Regions from separate parts of the Mus musculus genome. Here region 1 is linked to region 2. A link is a contact called in public Hi-C data. All regions are on one chromosome and are shown on one strand. The core of a region is the stretch at or near the end of the contact, and the rest is flanking DNA. Distances in the headings are between cores, read along the strand shown.

Region 1 (5,119 bases), core at 742-3,241, 220 kb after region 2:
TCCTAAAACCCAGCAACACAATGGATGACAACAGCGTAGGGAATTCTTGAGCAAGGTCATACAGAATAGGAAAAAGATCTTTTCTGGAGTCAGACATTCAAAGCTTTAAATCCCACCCACAAAAGTTGTGTGGTACTAAACAAGTGCTTTATCCTCTTGGGTCTCAGTTTATTCGTCTATATACTGGAAGAAATCATTGCTGCTTAGCATTGTTGTCTTAGACATAGGAGTCCATGCCCCAAGAATCCTAGGTTCTATTCCTTTAAATCCTCATGTCAGTATCTGCCTCACTGAGGTCATTATAATTGGTAGAATAACTGTAATTAGTGATGTAACTATAAAGGATGCGTCAGGTTTAAACATTCCAAAATAAAGCTAAAACTATACAAACTATGGCTAAGAAACAACAAACATTAATGAAAATGAATGGAAAAGCACATAATAGTAGATAGATACAAACTATGGCTCAGCAGGTAAAGCACTTATTTGTGCAAGCCTGTGATTTGAGTCTCATCCGTGGATCCCATAGAGGAAAGAGAGAACCAGAGAACCAATTCACAAAGATGTCCTCACCCACATGTGAACATGAAACACACACACAGAGAGAGAGAGAGATAGAGATAGGTAGATAGATAGATAGATAGATAGATAGATAGATAGATAGATAGATAGATAGATAGATGTTGTTTTCTTTATTACCAAACATACAACTATATCCAATTGGAGTGGCCAGGAGAACGGATCTTTTCTCCACAATTTAAACAGGATTATCATATAACCCTACAATTACACTCTTAGGTGTATACCCAAAAGACTGAAAGGAGAGAAAGAAGTATGTGTGCATGTGTGATCACATCAGGCCTATATACAATACCTAAAATAGAAACAACAAACATTAATGAAAAATGAATGGACAAAGGAATATTTGGCATGAGGTACTGGCACATGCTGCAACACAGATGAACATCTGAAACATTTTGCAGAGTGAAAAAGGTATACCAAAACATCCCCCATCAGTAGTTCCATTTATATGGTGTATCCAGAGTAGATAAAACCATAGAGGCAGAAAATAGATGGATGTTAGCCAGAGGCTGATAGTAGGAAGGAAGGGAGAAACCTACTTTATAGGTAAAGGGTTTTCCTTGCCAGGAATGGAAATAGATGCAGCAGTTGCTCTCTCAGACACACTTGTCAGTTTTCACATGTGCTGTGCACAACAGTCCCCACACTAGGATCTGCCACATCCACTCCTACCTTTTACCTATTCTCCCAAAGGAAAGCCTCAGAGAGCTTCGCACCCAGTAGGATAAGCCTGGGTTATGTGTTTCCTTGGCAGCCATGCTTCCCTTCACGGTAGCTATTAGTCTCACAACCAACCGGAGACCGGGACCGTGTTTTATGTTTGTCTTTTCATAGTCTAGCACCATAAACCATAACTTTTTTGAAAGAACAAACGAATAGTTAGTGAGAGACACCAGGATATGTATACCAGTATAAAATATACAATTCTTTGACAGTTTGTTGTTGTTATTTTCTTTATCATTCTTTCCTCTGGTTGACTGTAATTGGCAGATGTGTAACTGTGGGTCTTTTACTCCCTGGTACACCCAGGAAAAAAGTTGTCTCAAAGGAGAGGCCCTTGGTCTTGCAAAGATCATATGCCCCAGTAAAGGGGAATGCCAGGACCAGGAAGCCTGCAGGAGTGGGTGGGTTGGGGAGCAGGGCAGGAAGGTGTAAGGGACTTTTGGGATAGTATTTGAAATGTAAATGAAGAAAATATCTAATTAAAAAAAAATCAAAGAAAAAAAAGTTGTCCCAAGATTTGCAAAGGGTAAGGAGTAGCTGTCACTTTTAATCCATGAAAGTAATGTGATATTAGCATAGCTCCCCAATACTTTAGTGACAATGGGTTCCTCTGTCTCAGGAATTACACAAGAACCTGTAAAAATAAGCTTCAGAAAGAACAAAGAACTGACCTCTATCCTTTCACACATACGCCCCCTAGTGCCAAGAACTAGCAAATATGCTAAAGTAGAAAATTAAATCTAGATAAAGCTATTTCACCAGCCTCTTTAAAAATGAACTGTAATCACCCACAATACAGAAGAAGACTGACTGTGTGAGTGTGCCGAGTGCATTCTCTTTCATTTATGACACCCAAACTTCACTAGCAGTGCCCGGAGCTTCCGGTCATTCCAAGCAACTGTGCCAACCTTAGCCTTTGTTCCTTATGGTATCTAGTTTAGGCAATTTCATGTGTGTGTGTGTGTGTGTGTGTGTGTGTGTGTGTGTGTGTGTGTGTGTGTGTGTGGTGTGTGTGTGTGTGTGTGTGTGTGTGTGTGTGTGTGTGTGTGTGTGTTGTGTGGTGTGTGTGTGTGTGTGTGTGTGTGTGTGTGTGTATGTGTAAATGTCTCTGATGTTCCTAGTATTATGTCTTTTTAGGTTTGAGGATTGAAGAGAGGCATCTCTGTGGTTAGTTTTATAAGGTGGATTCATGTATCATTTTACAAAGCTCATTACATTTATAAAACCTCTCTGGGATATTCACATGCTTGTGGTACAATGTGCTGTATGTCTTTTTTTTCAATTTTTTATTTTTTATATTTTCTTTTTATATTTTTTACATATATTTTATTTTTTATTTTTCATTATATTTATTTTTAAATATATTTTATTTATATATTATATATTTTCTTTTTATATTTTTTCTATTTATATTTTTATTTTATATATTTTAATATTTTCTTCATTTACATTTCAAATGCTATCCACAAAGTCTCCTATACCCTCACCCCCACCCCCACCCTGCTCCATTACCCACTCAATCCTACTTCTTGGCCCTGGCATTCCCCTGTACTGGGGCATATAAAGTTTGCAAGATCAAGGGGCCTCTCTTCCCAGTGATGGCCGACTAGGCCATCTTTTGCTACATATGCAGCTAGAGACATGAGCTCTGGGGGTACTGGCTAGTTCATATTGTTGTTCCACCTATAGAGTTGCAGACCCCTTCAGCTCCTTGGGTACTTTCTCTAGCTCTCTCCCTTGGGGGACCCGTGTTCCATCAAATAGGTGACTGTGAGCATCCACTTCTGTATTTGCCAGGCACTGGCATAGCCTCACTGAGACAGCTATATCAGGGTCCTTTCAGCAAAATCTTGCTGGTGTATGCAATAGTATCTGCGTTTGGTGGCTGATTATGGGATGAATCCCCGGGTGGGGCAGTCTCTGGATGGTCCATCCTTTCATCTCAGCTCCAAACTTTGTCTCTGTAACTCCTTCCATGGGTATTTTGTTCCCTATTGTAAGGAGGAATGAAGTATCCACACTTTGGTCTTCCTTCTTGATTTTCTTGTGTTTGCAAATTGTATCTTGGGTATTCTAAGTTTCTGGGCTAATATCCACTTATCACTGAGTGCATATCATGTGTGTTCTTTTGTGATTGGGTTACCTCACTAAGGATGATATCCTCCTGATGCATCCATTTGCCCAAGAATTTCATAAATTCATTGTTTTTAATAGCTGAGTAGTACTCCATTGTGTAAATGTACCACATTTTCTGTATCCATTCCTCTGTTGAGGGGCATCTGGGTTCTTTCTAGCTTCTGGCTATTATAAATGAGGCTGCTATGAACATAGTGGAGCATGTGTCCTTATTACCAGTTGGAACATCTTCTGGGTATATGCCCAGGAGAGGTATTGCTGGATCTTCCAGTAGTACTATGTCCAATTTTCTGAGGAACCGCCAGACTGATTTCCAGACTGGTTGTACAAGCTTGCAATCCCACCAGCAATGGAGAAGTGTTCCTCTTTCTCCACATCCTTGCCAGCATCTGCTGTCTCCTGAAATTCTGATCCTAGCCATTCTGACTAATGTGAGGTAGAATCTCAGGGGTGTTTTGATTTGCATTTCCCTGATGATTAAGGATGTTGGACATTTTTTCAAGTGTTTCTCAGTCCTTCGGTGTTCCTCACTTGAGAATTCTTTGTTTACATCTGTACCCCATTTTTAATGGGGTTATTTGAATTTCTGGAGTTGAACTTCTTGAGCTCTTTGTATATATTGGATATTAGTCCCCTGTCAGATTTAGGATTGGTAAAAATTCTTTCCCAATCTGTTGGTGGCCTTTTTGTCTTATTGACAGTATCTTTTGCCCTACAGAAGCTTTGCAATTTTGTGAGGTCCCATTTGTCCATTCTTGATCTTACAGCACAGGCCATTGTTGTTCTGTTTAGGAATTTTTTCCCCTGTGCCCATATCTTCGAGGGTTTACCCCACTTTCTCCTCTATAAATTTCAGTGTCTCTGGTTTTATGTGGAGTTCTTTGATCCACTTAGACTTGAGCTTTGTGTACGAGGAGATAAGAATGGATAAATTCGCATTCTTCTACATGATAACCGCCATTTGAGCCAGCATTATTTGTTGAAAATTCTGTCTTTTTAACACTGGATGGTTTTAGCTCCCTTGTCAAAGATCAGGTAACCATAGGTGTGTGGATTTATTTCTGGGTCTTCAATTCTATTCCATTGATCTACCTGTCTGTCACTGTACCAGTACCATGTAGTTTTTATCACTATTGCTCTGTAGTACAGCTTGAGGTCAGGCATGGTGATTCCCTCAGATTCTTTTATTGTTGAGAATAGATTTTGCTATCCTATGTTTTTTTTTTTGTTATTCCAGATGAATTTGCAAATTGCCCTTTCTAATTCACTGAAGAATTGAGTTGGAATTTTGATGGGGATTGCATTGAATCTGTAAATTGCTTTCAGCAGGATACCTATTTTTACTATGTTAATCCTGCCAATCCATGAACATGGGAAATCTTTCCATCTTCAATTTCTTTCTTCAGAGACTTGAAGTTCTTGTCATACAGATCTTTCACTTCCTTAGTTAGAGTCACACCAAGGTATTTTATATTATTTGTGACTATTGTGAAGGGTGTTGTTTCCCTAATTTCTTTCTCAGCCTGTTTATCCTTTGTGTAGAGAAAGGCCACTGGTTTGTTTGAGTTAATTTTATATCCAGCTACTGCACTGAAGCTGTTTATCAGGTTTAGGAGTTCTCTGGTGGTATTTTTAGGGTCACTTATATATACTATCATATCATCTGCAAATAGTGATA
Region 2 (4,681 bases), core at 1,796-4,295:
CAGTTGTTTTGAGTTCTGACCAAGGTCCTTTGAAGACATAAGTGAAAATGAAGGAAATAACAGATTCAAGAACTGGAAATATATGCCTTTTATCAAGTTATTTCATTTCATTCACACAACAGTCATATTTAAGTAAGTTTGCCTGATTATTAAAACCCAAGGCACAGAAAAGTACAATCACTACAATGTTAGGTGCCAGGACTACAAGCCCACAATAGTTTAGTCAGGGCTATACTAGGAAGACAGGGTTGGAAGTGTACCTAGTACTAGCCTGCTCTTAATAGGATGTGGAAAAAGCATCCCCTAACTTAGTAAGGGAAGAACTGACTGTAATTTGCATTTAATAAGATCTGTAGCCCTGGCTCATATTGCCCTGTTTTCTGGTTCCTGGTTCCACTGCGTTCCTGGGCTGGCCGAGGAACTAACTGATCTGGACAGCTTACCTTCATTCAGACCCTCTGGCTGTCTGGAGCATGGCTTCCTCCTGCTCTCCTGCCTGCTGCTGAGCACGTAGGTGAACTTCAGCAGCCATGCCTACTCTAGCATTTTTGTTTGTCAGCAGCTCTTTTTGATTTCTCTGGATCAGTGGCCTCAACTTACCCAGGTTTCTTCTTTATATGTTCTCCTTCCTTCTGTATCCTTTTCCCTCAGGCTTTGCCAAGGTTTCAAAGCCTCATCTCCATGGTGTGCAGTTAGACTGTATTGTGAGCTCCCATAATCCCTTGAGGCTTCTAGCCTTAAGTGACTTTTCTGTTTCTTTTGGTGTGTTTTGGTACTTGTATCCAGAGCTCCCAAATTTAAAAAAAAAAAGCTAATTTTCTTGGTGGAATTTGAATGCAATGTCCATTTCAATTTGTAAAACTTAATGAAAAAATATCATGTTGAGTATTACTTTTGGTCATAAAAATGCCCAACTGTCATTCATGTGCTGTGTCTTATTTCAGCCTAATTCACTTTTGTTGGTCTCGTATCTGACCACTATTACCAAAGATGATTGATAAAAGAAACAGGAAATGATTAGGTAGAAGTAGCTTACAGAACATCATAGGGTGAGATCTTCAATAGGACATTCTGGGAGGTACAGATAGAAAAATCACAGATCGCTCAAGAGTGTAGCTGCCTCTGAGTATTATTGTGGATGTAAACTGAGAACACTGTCAGTCTCTTCTGATACTACATATCTCGGCCTTGACTCTTAACTCTTTTAATGCCCAGATCAAAAGGTCCGTCTTCTATGAACCTAATCTTTATTTTATTTTTTTTTTCAAATTTTCACTTATTTTTATGCACATGGGTGTTTTGCTTGCACATCATATGTGTGCCTAGTGCCTGCACAGGCCGGAGTGAGTGTCAGATCCCCGCTGACTCAGCGCCAGAGGATTATGAGCCACGATCTGGATGCTGGGAATCAAATCTGACACCTCTGGAGGAGCAGTCAATGCTCCTAATTGGTAAGCCATCTCTCCAAATCCAACATAAAAGAGACTTTTAAACAACTGTTTCAGTCCTAGTTCTGTCGATTAAAGTTCCTGCTCAGCTCTTCCTACTGTTGCCATTGCAGTGGGAGTACAATAGCTCGCTTGCCTTCTCATTGTGATATTTAAACAGGAGGTTCAGTGTATAGAAGTCTGTGACAGGGCACAAAGACCCATTTCACTTCATGTCCCATATTACCTAAAGGCCACCTAATTCTGTCCTTGATAAGTGTTTCAGAAACCAGTTAGAAAATTAAGGCTGACTTTTTGTTGGAAACACACTTCCTGGCCTTTAAGATCATTACAGGAAACAAATCAGAACTATATCAGATCTTACAAATTTAGGTTTTTTGCTTTCGAAATTATTTTCCAATATAAAGTTGTATTCATTATCAATGAACCTATCAGTCGAATACCTGTGATGAGAACTGGTCTTTCAAGGGAGTTTTTATTTTAGAGAAATTTATTATCCCCAATTTATATAAGACCTTGATGGTTGGTGTTGTTAGTTAGAATCTGGAATTCCCTAGGATACAGGCCTATGGGCATACCTGGTACAGATTACCCTGGCTATGTAGCTGTGGTAGAGAGATCTACCTCCTATGGGTGTCCCCATTCCCCATCTGGTCTCCCAAAGTGTACAAACAGATGATAGGAGCTGAGCAGCACATTCATTCCTTCTCTATTTATTGACCATGGATGCAATGTGCTCAGCTCTTTCAAGCTCCTGATGCTTTGCGCCCTCTGCCATGATGGTCTACACCTTAAACTGTGAGACAGAGCAAATACTCGCCCCTCAAGTTGCTCTTGTTATAGCATTAATCACAACTACAAGTAAGAAATCAAGATAAAGTTGGCTTCAACCCAAAGAAGTAGCCATGCATTTTTCCATTTATACACTAGCTTAGAATTCAAGCCCTTTTGTCCTGCTTTGTGTGTAAAGAAACTGAGTGCCAGGATGGTTGTAGGAAGGACTGCATATTTGGCTCAGCAGTAGACTCTGTGTGACACAAGCAGGACCCATATTCAATCTCTAGCACTATCAAAAACAAAACAGAATGGTTAGCGAGCCATTTTCATCCTAGGCCATATGAGTAAGAGTCAGAGAGAGATCTAGATCCAAGACCAATCCCTCAAGTCACAGCTGGGGCTGCTACTGCCTGCACCAGGCTATACTTAGAAATGGACTGCCCTGAAGGACCCATCTGAATGTAGACTTTGACAGGATACGCATGAATGGAGGATACCGCACAGAGAGCCTACAGGCAGGGTGGTCCCCTCTGGGAAAGATCTACTCTGGACGACATGTTTAAACATTAAGGAGGCAATTTCTTTCTGACTTTTCCTTTTGAATATTTAACACTCAAAGGATATTTCTTCTCTCACACCAAATACAGACTCAACAAATGGTTTTTGAACAGAATGGAATGTCATCCTTATTTAATTGCTATGCTTTTCCTAAAATGAAACTCTCAGTTGAAGAATCATGCAAATTAGCTTCTGCACTATTTCCTGCTTCAAACTGCATTAGTGTGAAAAGAGCAATCAGGCATCCCTGTTTGGTACCCTCGCCTCCTCCTATCCTGGGGCTGCAACACACAGATGAGTCACTTTGCCTCTTTGAACCTTTACTTATTCCTCTGTTGAGTAGAAATAAAAAGGACTTCTTCTGCTGAATTGTTAAAAAAAACAAAACAAAACAAACTTTAGCAGTAATGTCAGCATGAGCTCTTTGTGACGCCATGTGCCTGAAATCACAGCACCCAGGATGCTGGGGCCATACATTGTTAAGACCTTGTCTTAAAAGCAGAATCATGCAGCCATAGTATGCTGTGTGCCAGTCTCTGATCTGAGTGCTTTCTATACATTACTTCTCTGTGCCTATACTGTATTAGAAAAGCCTTTGACACTGAGGGTAGATACACGCTTCCTTAGTACTATTGACTATATCTTCCCCTTGAAGATCTGTCATTCTTAACTGCTAATATACTTTGTTTAAAAAAAGAGAGAGAGAGAGAAGAAAAGAGGCTTAGCATACTTGCATAAAAAACAAGTGCAACCAATCTATTGATTATGTTGCTGTTTGTTGAGAAAGACCCATGCAGGGGTGAGGCATAAAAGCCACAAACCTACTTATGATTCTCCTGGTGGCCAGGGGCATTACTCCTTTTTGTAAGGGCAGTGACAATATCTTAGACCATTATTTCATCCCTCCCCTAACACCAAATACCATGCTTCAGATATGAGCAGCTCTTGGTATAAGTACACAGATTTGGGTTAAAAATATATGTTCTTGTTATCTGATCCCTATTTGTTAAAATCACAAAGAATGGAGTCTGATAGTCAAAACCTCTGAGGCACAATTACCAGTTTGTGGTACAAAATTGCAATTTAGATGCTAGGATAAGAGGTCTGAAGCCAGCTCCAACTTTTAAAAACATCAAAAAGAAAAGCAGACGCAAATATGAGACCTGAGTAAACAATATTCTTGAATCTGATTTGATCCAGGGTTCACTTAGACATCATTTGGTTTAGGTTTGGCTAGGTTGGATTTGGTTGGGTTTGGTTGGGTTTGGCTGGGTTTGGTTTGATTTGGTTGGGTTTGGTTGGATTTGGTTGGGTTTGGTTGGGTTTGGTTGGGTTTGGTTGGGTTTGGTTGGGTTTGGTTGGGTTTGGTTGGATTTGTTTGGGTTTGGTTGGGTTTGGTTGGGTTTGTTTGGGTTTGGTTGGGTTTGGTTGGGTTTGGTTGGGTTTGGTTGGGTTTGGTTCAGGATGATCTGGAACTTTCTGTAGAGTACAGGGTGGGCTCAGCGTCACACTCACTATCATCTTGCTTCTGCTTCACAATGATGGGATTAGAGGCATTTATCACCATGCCTTGTTTCTCTTAAATCTTATACTAGGACCTGTAAAGATTGATTCACAAAGAAAAATAGCTGTTTCGTTGATTCCTTTAATTCTGATTAGTGGCATCCTCTTATGTACAATGCAGCCTGTCCCAGGTTCAACTCTGTATTGGTTCAAAATATGTTTTTTATTGCCATTCAAATTAGGGACAAGGTCCACTATGAATAAACATGAAGGGTCCCTTTAAGATCAGAACTTATTTTCTCCATGTCAAAGCAAGTCAATGTGATATAATGAATGAATGCCTTCATTAAAAGTTACAGGAGCTCTTGTACTTTTTGCAGGGATGTATTTTCAGC

The links. A called contact is a pair of places that touch in the nucleus more often than the background predicts.
Region 1: a contact with region 2 is called in a Hi-C map of cerebellum, with 3 times the contacts expected there. The contact joins two enhancer-like sites. A contact is called at or near these places in 8 of 39 promoter capture datasets (the 3T3-L1 cell line, 3T3-L1-derived adipocytes, the C10 cell line and 4 more), 1 of 15 datasets of contacts at CTCF or cohesin (pro-B cells), 41 of 484 Hi-C or Micro-C datasets (the AML12 cell line, the C2C12 cell line, the STO cell line and 20 more), 3 of 115 datasets of contacts at active chromatin or transcription factors (astrocytes, bone marrow-derived dendritic cells and embryonic limb bud) and 1 of 9 other capture datasets (macrophages).

Annotation. Positions count from the first base shown.
Region 1 is chr7:92,549,145-92,554,263 of GRCm38.p6, forward strand. No RefSeq gene overlaps it. Among named protein-coding and RNA genes, the nearest start is that of Ccdc90b, 9.4 kb to the right of the region's middle. Within about 2 kb of position 1,992, at least 9 of the 459 cell types and tissues checked have an H3K27ac peak or open chromatin away from gene starts, as enhancers often do. A contact at or near this core is called in cerebellum, where this site is marked.
Region 2 is chr7:92,330,701-92,335,381 of GRCm38.p6, forward strand. All of the region lies in intron 14 of Dlg2 (discs large MAGUK scaffold protein 2), which reads left to right. Among named protein-coding and RNA genes, the nearest start is that of 4930567K12Rik, 210 kb to the left of the region's middle. Within about 2 kb of position 3,046, at least 9 of the 459 cell types and tissues checked have an H3K27ac peak or open chromatin away from gene starts, as enhancers often do. A contact at or near this core is called in cerebellum, where this site is marked.